2 separate regions of the Mus musculus genome follow, and region 1 is linked to region 2. The links are chromatin contacts, called in public Hi-C maps. All regions are on one chromosome and are shown on one strand. Each heading gives the region's core, a stretch centred on a gene start, on an enhancer-like site or on the middle of the called end of the contact. The rest is flanking DNA. Distances are from core to core; before and after follow the strand shown. Region 1 overlaps Gm33206 (a long non-coding RNA gene). Region 2 has its middle 48 kb from the start of Gm42197.

Region 1 (3,808 bases), core at 803-3,302, 67 kb before region 2:
TTCCATTGGCATTCGCCTCCCTTCCCATCACAGCCTACCAACTAGGCAAGAAAGAGGACTGACGAGAAACAAAGGTAAGATTTGTTCTAGAAGATGATTTATTCTGCTGTAATTTCTTCCAAGAGCTCTTTCCCCCAACACACACTCCCCCTCTTTCCCACTTAAATAAATAATGAGCTTGGGAAGTCCTTTAGCCCGTTTTGCTTATAGACATATTTCTAAAAGAAAATAGAGACAGTGTATTCTGGAAGTTTATGTAAGGTCCAAGAACAGAGTCACTCTGGTGCAGCTCCCATCCCGGCTACAGCAGGTTTCTTTATGGTGAGTATGACAAAGGGCAGGCTGTGCTGCAGGAATGCCAGTCGCCGCCGCTGTTCCAGAACCTTCTATCACTCTTCCTGATTTGACATGAAATATTAAACACCGGTTACCAACAAAACGTTATTGAACACAGATGTCCACTATCATTTTCAAATTGCTAAAGTCAATTTAGGAATATATATATATATATATATATATATGCATTTCCCTAAAACACAAATGTCATGTGACAGTAATGATTTCACAATATACCATTTCAATTAAAAGAGGACATTGTATATGTGTTTTCATTTTAAAAATCCCTTCTCTTTCATTAAAAAGGTCTGGGTCTTTCAGTACAAACTGGACCGAAGATTGAAAAATAAATTAAAAGAAAGAGCGCCACCTACTGATGCATTTAAAAACTCTCCCATCGGCTCTATTTCTGAATGGAAAAGGCACAACAGGGACCTTGTGAACAGTAACTCAGACTGCTTGGCTCAAAGAGAAGAAAGAAAGGAGCAGGAGTTGCCCCCGTGGAAAGCAACTGGCTAGAATGGAGCTGTCTCCATAATGGAGAAAGCCTCCCCTTTTCTGTGCCCCTCAGAAGCTCTAATTAATAAGTCTGCTCCAGGTTTAGTGCTCCCCCAAGACACGGGTTAACTGTGCCGTTCCCTTTTGCTGGGTTTACCGAATCCGGTCGGGTCACACATTTTGCTCCATTACAATAATCGTATTCATGTCACCGGCTGCCCCTTCCGACTCTCAGACATGGTGGGCGCCCTTTGAAAGGATTTACGGGACCATTTCTCCCACCAGTGAGGTTGGGCTTGTTCAGAGCCTACCATACTCCTCCCCTGCCCCCACCCAGCCTAGATTCATGTGATTTCACAGGGGAGGGAAGAAAAACATCCACTGGGAACTTAAAGCCTACCTCAGGAGGCAAAGAGTAGTTAGTTGAGGAGAAAGCAACTGAACCAGACCAGGAGGGAGATGGCTCAGAGAGGCTGATCAATGGCCCCTGCAGTTTTTGCTGTCCCATGCCCCGCCACCTATCTATACGGTCTTCCAGGACCAACTTAGATTCCTGCTTTGACACATCTTTTAAGAAAGGCACACTCTCTGAGTCTCTCTTTGTGTGCCTTACGTTACAGACAGATGTAACTTATTGTGAGCGCATCCTGGCCTCTCAAAGGGTCTTGGGGTCCTGGTTTTCTAGCATGGACTTAGGTTTATAACACCACTGGCTTTCTTTTAAGATGAGTAAAGTCTAAATTATGTTTGTTTCCTACTTTTAAGCAGTGGCTATAAGAAATATTATCAATATGCAACAGGACAGCATCTAGAAACACACAATGGAGTAATTTAGAGTAAAGTCCCTTTGAAGATGTCTGTTCAGCCATGCAGAGACTTGATTAGCTAACCGTAGGCCCAGGTATTCAAAGTCTGAATAGAAAATGTTTATCTTCCCCCAAATGAATCACACATCACCTATCACTATAGAGTTGCCAAACTGTATGGTTTCCTTGTCACACATAAATTCAATAGCCGGCCACATCCAGGGACAGAAATTCCTTATAAATCAAACACCTACATACATTACAAAGAAAGGGAGTGGGACATACTGCCGAGTTTCAGTCAATCAAAACATGTGTGACGAGGGTCTTGTGTATCCAAGGCACAGTGCTAGGTTTCATGGGGACATTTAATGAAATATGACCTGGCCCAACCTCCAAGCAGGGGAACACCTGCCTTCCACTGCTGCTCTGGAGATTATGTGCAATGGCTGAGCAGTGCAGGGTGACAGGTAAATGACTACTATTATCATGACTACAAGGTCATTTTGAAACAATATTTAAAGCAGAGGTGGGAGAGATGGCCAAAATGGAAGAAATAATATGGGATTGAATGGTGACACGGTGACACTGATTTACTGGGGTCAGAAAAAGAATGAACATGTCTGAATCTTACCTTCAGAAAGCTTCATGCAGAGGGTTTCAGCTCTGAGTTTACTGTTTTCAGAAACTCATTAGGTTCTAGGCAGAAGGCTGAGCTATTGACATTTTCAACTCATTTTTCAAACCTCCCCTAATTCAAAGGGTATAAAGACATTATCAGCCTACTTTTATGGTTTAGAATTCCAGAGAGACTAAGGTACGCATGCTGTCACATGGAGTTTTCCTACTTAATCAAATTGTCTCCACTATAGACACATGTGTGTGTGTGTGTGTGTGTCTGTGTGTGTGTGTGTGTGTGTGTGTGTGTGTGTGTACGTGTGTGTGCATGCATGTGTTTATATCTGTGTACACCTGTATGTGTGCAAGTGCACATATGTGTGCACATCCGTTGAGGTCAGATGATGCAAAGTTGACTTCAAGCGTCCTCCTCAGACACCATCAACATTTGTAGGCTTTTGTTTTATGCTTTTGTTTTCTCTCTCCCTTCCCCCATCACCCTCTCCCCCTCTTTCCCTTCTTCTCTTCCTCCCACCCTCTCTTACTTTCCCCCACTCGCTGTTGCTGAGATACACTCTCTCGATGGCCCAGAGCTCAGTGACCAGCACTGGGAGAGCTGGCCAGGGGTGTCCTATGGATCTCCCTAGCTTTGCCTATGCTGGTTTTAGAGAACACTCCACACTGTCAGCTTTTAAAAGTGGGTTCTGTGGCTGGAACTTGAGTCCTCATCTGTGGCCAACGCTTTGCCAGCTGAGCTCTCTCCCAGGCATTAGAATAGGATTTTAGACTCTAGGGTTGAGAGGGATGCACAAGCCCTCTTTGCTACCTTTGCAGATAGAGAGGGCTGTAGGAGAAAACATGCCTGAGCTTACATGCCTAACTAGTGACTTCACAGAACTCAGAAAGCAAGGTCTACCCTGCCAGACTGGTGCTATTTATAAAGTTTTCAAATATTTCTCAGTAAGTCATAAATCAATAGCCATTATTTTTATAAATCCAAAAGGCCATGTAAGGAAAACCTCTCTGCTGCGTGTCAGCTCTACATCTTCTCTTTCTTTGGCCAAGGAGAGAGCTACTCATTTCCTGTTTCTGAGAAATCATTCATTAACCCTCTCTCAGATTCCATCCCAGCCCCATCCACAAGACAGTTATCCTAGTATCAGGCTGGCTCAGACAGCAAAATGGAGGCAAAATGTATATCACAGCATGGGAGCATATGTCTGGAAGTCTAGGGAAACTGGACCATTTTCTTCCTTAATTCGCCTTTTGGTAGAACTTGAATCTAATCTGTTTGCTGGGTAGTCTACATTTTGGGGTTAGAAGCATACGTCTTCTATGGTTCCTGGGTGGTACATATTCAATCAGAATGTCAATCAAAGCAGATTGTCTTCCAAAATGAAGAGATTTTGCTCAGCCTCATTCTTTTCCTTGGCATAAAATGCTGATACAACATGGGTGTCCTTGCTTTGTTCTGTGACATAGTTCTACCTATCTTGATACCCTCAGCACAAGACTAGAGGCACTAAATCACATGACCCTGAAGTAGGCAGACC
Region 2 (3,890 bases), core at 600-3,099:
AAGAAAAAGTGATTTTGGTTTTAAAAAATATTGTAAGCATGTAAGATGTAGGATTTAAAAAAAAAAATATTCCACTCCTATAGTGCTCCTGAAGCTGGGTTATTGACAGGTACATTGAAGTGAGAAGCATCCGGGTCTTTTTGGCCATCCTTGATGACAGAGAGATGTCATCTGTAGAGCCATTGTTCAACAATTGCGTGGATTCCAGTAAACATCTTCACAGACAACTGCATGTTATGAATCCAACATATAAAATTTCATGTAGTGTTATGTGTCAAGAGCACAGATCAAGGATACAAATATATTAGGTAATGTTGAGAAATGACAAGGAGCCTTCTGCTTACTGGAAGGCTCCTAGTGCTACCTTTCAGTTCATCAATCACAGAGATTTAATCAAACCGCAAATGTAAATAATCAAGTTCTCCATTTCCTTTTCATGGGACTCTCTATCATCTTTCCCAGCAGGAAAGAGAGATCAAGAAGTTGTTTTTAGTCATGCCACAATGTCACAACCCACAGTCCGACAGACACACCCTTCCTTGGATCACAGAAACATTCCTTGACCAGTCTACATTCTTACATCAGAAGTCGATATTTCTTAGCTAGGCTTACCACCACCCCCTCCCCTTTTATCACTGCAGATAAATAAGAAGCAACGGTGAAAAAATGAATATATTATAGTTAGGAAATGCAAGAAATAATGGGGAGAATCCCTGTGGATACAGTGCTTGCTCCACAAATATGAGGATCCAAGTTTGGATCCAACACCCTTGTTACAACAAAAAACTGGCTGTGGCAGTGTGTACCTGGAATCTCAACACTTGGGGGAAGGAAATAAACAGATTTCTGGAGTCTAGTTAATCAAGATGAAATGGCAAATTCATTGTTCAGTTATAGACACTGAATCAAGACCCGAGATAAAGAAGAACCTGAGAAAGACATTCAAATTTCAGTCTCTGGTCTTCACATTCATTGTAAGTACAACCTTCTACATACACACACACACACACACACACACATACACACACATGAATAAATGGCATTGTTAGTAAAGTTGAAATTTTTGATGCAATAAAGTCAAATATCCATAAGAAAGTAATTGGGATTTTGTCGATTTAAAGTATAGAATTGTTTTTAGTCTCTGTCTAGTGAAACTGAATTTTTTTTTTAGCATCCTTATATAAATAGTCACTCAAAAGCACCCACCACTGGCACATGCACTAGCTTTGTAAATTCTAGGTCAGTACTTACTCTGTGACAGGCACTAAGGTTATTTGGGAAAATCTCCGAGTGGAACCAATCTCTGGGTTTTCTGCATTTCAATCACTATTTGGTCTGCGCTCCTAAGGAATCAGAACAAAATACTTGCAAAAAGTTGGCCTCTAACTTTTATGAATCGCTTGTTTTAAGTCCAGCTACTTGAACTGTCAGTTCTCCGGGACAAATTCTAATTTAATCAGTAATAAAATATCATGTCTCTCCTTGAAGCGCCATCTCTTCCGTACCACAGCTCATTTGGTCCAAGAGGTTAAAATGAACTGCCTTGTTTTTATCCTTCCTTCCTTTCTTACATATTGTCCTGGATAAGTCACATTCTTCCTTAATAACTGGAAAGCATTTTCATTTGTGCCCTGGGAATGGCTAGAGGAGCTTTTAATATTATTAAGTCTAGATCAAATCAATCCAGTCCAAACTGGGCATGAGAATAACATGTCTTAGCCACACCCACTTTTCATCAATTAGTCACACCAATATTGGTGGCCTCGTCAGGGAATCCTTGACATCTGTGACCAGAAGTTCCAGACACAGGCCACTTTTATACATTCTGCTTGCAACCTTTGAACCAAGCTGCCAAGTCAAAGCTTGCTATGTGGTCTTAGCATCCAAATGGTGATTCATTGTTTGCAAACAGGGAGACAGATTAGTATCGTTAAGTTGACCTCAGCCTCTAACTCAGAAGCAATAAGGCTTGAGGACCCGGGCATCTTAACTAGGGCAAGACATAAATCAAGCAAGCTACCTTTAGCACCACAAAGAAATAAACATTTGGCATGTTATGAAAAGCATGCAAAGTGCCTTGAGCTTCCTCTGGAAGATGAAGGTGGGCTTGACTACAGAAGACTCCATTACTTAATTGAGTTTAATACAATATATAGGGACCAGCTTCGTCATGGTTTAACAGTTTCATGAATAAAGAGCTCCACTTTGAGAGCTCACTACTTAGCTCTCAGTAGCAAAGTTTTAAGATTATGGGGCAAAAAGGAATTGGAACAGTATTTTAGTCTGTCTGTGGCAACCGAATCAAATTAGTGAGTTATTTTTCAACAGGTTCACCTGCAAGACTTGAAAAGGAAAAGATAAGATAAAGTTAAAAGGTTGCTAAGTGGAAGACACAGGAAAAGAATTTGCTCTAGAGAGAAAAACACAATGTTGGGCCAAATATGGTCACTGAATAAGAATTCAAATCTCATGTTGTGGGTTTCACTGCGGTTTTATTAAATGTTAGTTGGACTGAATTCAAGCAGCGTGGATCTTCAGTTGAGGGGAAATAAAAAAGACTCAAAAGCTTAGAAAGTATTGTTCTTGGTGTACTGATTCCAACTCTTTTATTTCTATAATTTTCTATTAAAAAGAGTTATAAACTAAAATGTGTAATTTTTTAACCCTAAGAAATCTAGTTTAGAAATCAAGCAAACTCAAAGTTAAGAGTTTAATATAAATTGTGAGTATTGATAAGAGATAACATCCATCCTAATGGTTTTCAGTTATAGTTATAGGTTTACTTTTCTACTTCAATCTGGAAAGGGTTGAACTTCGTGTCATCAGCTTGGAAACCTGATAACTCAATATTGCTTCTCGTGATGTCTCCATAAAACTATTGGTTTTTCAAATCAAATCCTTTTTGGAAATTGTTCTAGAAAGAAAAAAAATCATTTTCCTGCAAAAAAGAACAAACAAGCTCTCAGAAGAATTCTTCCCACAATGCTTTGTGGTCACATGTTTTTAACAAAAGATGACATATCCCAGAAATGCTATGGATATTTCTTCTTTTAATAGTCTGCCACCCTGCAAGTTGTTGTGAATCCAAAGATTATAAGTGCGACACTAGTGAGTTATATCAAAACAGACAAGCATTTTGGGGTTTGAAGTTTTGGAGAGTACAATTTAACAGGAAGAGGCAGTCTCAGTCAGTTAAAGATCCAAACACTGTGTGTGTGTATACCCCAAGGTACAAGCAACACATGCCACCCTCTGGTAACTACTGCACCAATATGCACCTAACTGGGACTCTTCAATACCCTGTCAAAGTGCTGATTGGGATGAAAATACCAATATCTTGACTTATTATTTTGTCTGTCCTTACCTGGACCTGAATTTTTATTCCCCAAGCTATTGAGTTCATCAAAGTTTGGATTACTTTCAAAGACTGAAAATTTATAGCTTTTTTTCTCCACACAGTAGTCGGGAAGCTGTTTCTGAGTAGGTACTTTTGCAAACTAACCACAGAATAAAACCATTTTTTTGAGTGTATGCTACCAAACCTGCAACATCTACTGAGAAGTAAAATGGGATGGGGTTGAGTGAAAACTGGAGAACTTCAAGCTGATATGCCCTGTGTCTGAACAGAAAGCATTGCCACAGGCTACCCCTTCTGCCTTCATAGGCATCACTAAGCTGCAACCCAGGCAGGAAGGCACTGGGACACTATCGTACACTTGGTCAATAGCTCAATTCTCAGAAACTCACCTGTTCAGGTAGAGAAAGAACACACTCACCATTTCTATTCCTCTTCCTCCTCACCCTCTTTCTCTGTTCTGTTCTACTGTGTAGCAAATAAATCAATTCCAAGTTTAAGCTTCTAGACCGAAGCTTTTCAAGCACTAGGGTAT

What was found. Hi-C and Micro-C count contacts between places; a contact is called where the count stands out from the background.
Region 1: a contact with region 2 is called in a Hi-C map of uterus, with 4 times the contacts expected there. The contact joins two enhancer-like sites. A contact is called at or near these places in 14 of 484 Hi-C or Micro-C datasets (the AML12 cell line, adipose-derived mesenchymal stem cells, embryonic fibroblasts and 5 more).

What each region holds. Positions count from the first base shown.
Region 1 is chr3:29,809,990-29,813,797 of GRCm38.p6, reverse strand. All of the region lies in intron 3 of Gm33206 (a long non-coding RNA gene), which reads left to right. Among named protein-coding and RNA genes, the nearest start is that of Mannr, 79 kb to the left of the region's middle. Within about 2 kb of position 2,052, at least 15 of the 459 cell types and tissues checked have an H3K27ac peak or open chromatin away from gene starts, as enhancers often do. A contact at or near this core is called in uterus, where this site is marked.
Region 2 is chr3:29,742,375-29,746,264 of GRCm38.p6, reverse strand. No RefSeq gene overlaps it. Among named protein-coding and RNA genes, the nearest start is that of Gm42197, 48 kb to the right of the region's middle. Within about 2 kb of position 1,849, at least 4 of the 459 cell types and tissues checked have an H3K27ac peak or open chromatin away from gene starts, as enhancers often do. A contact at or near this core is called in uterus, where this site is marked.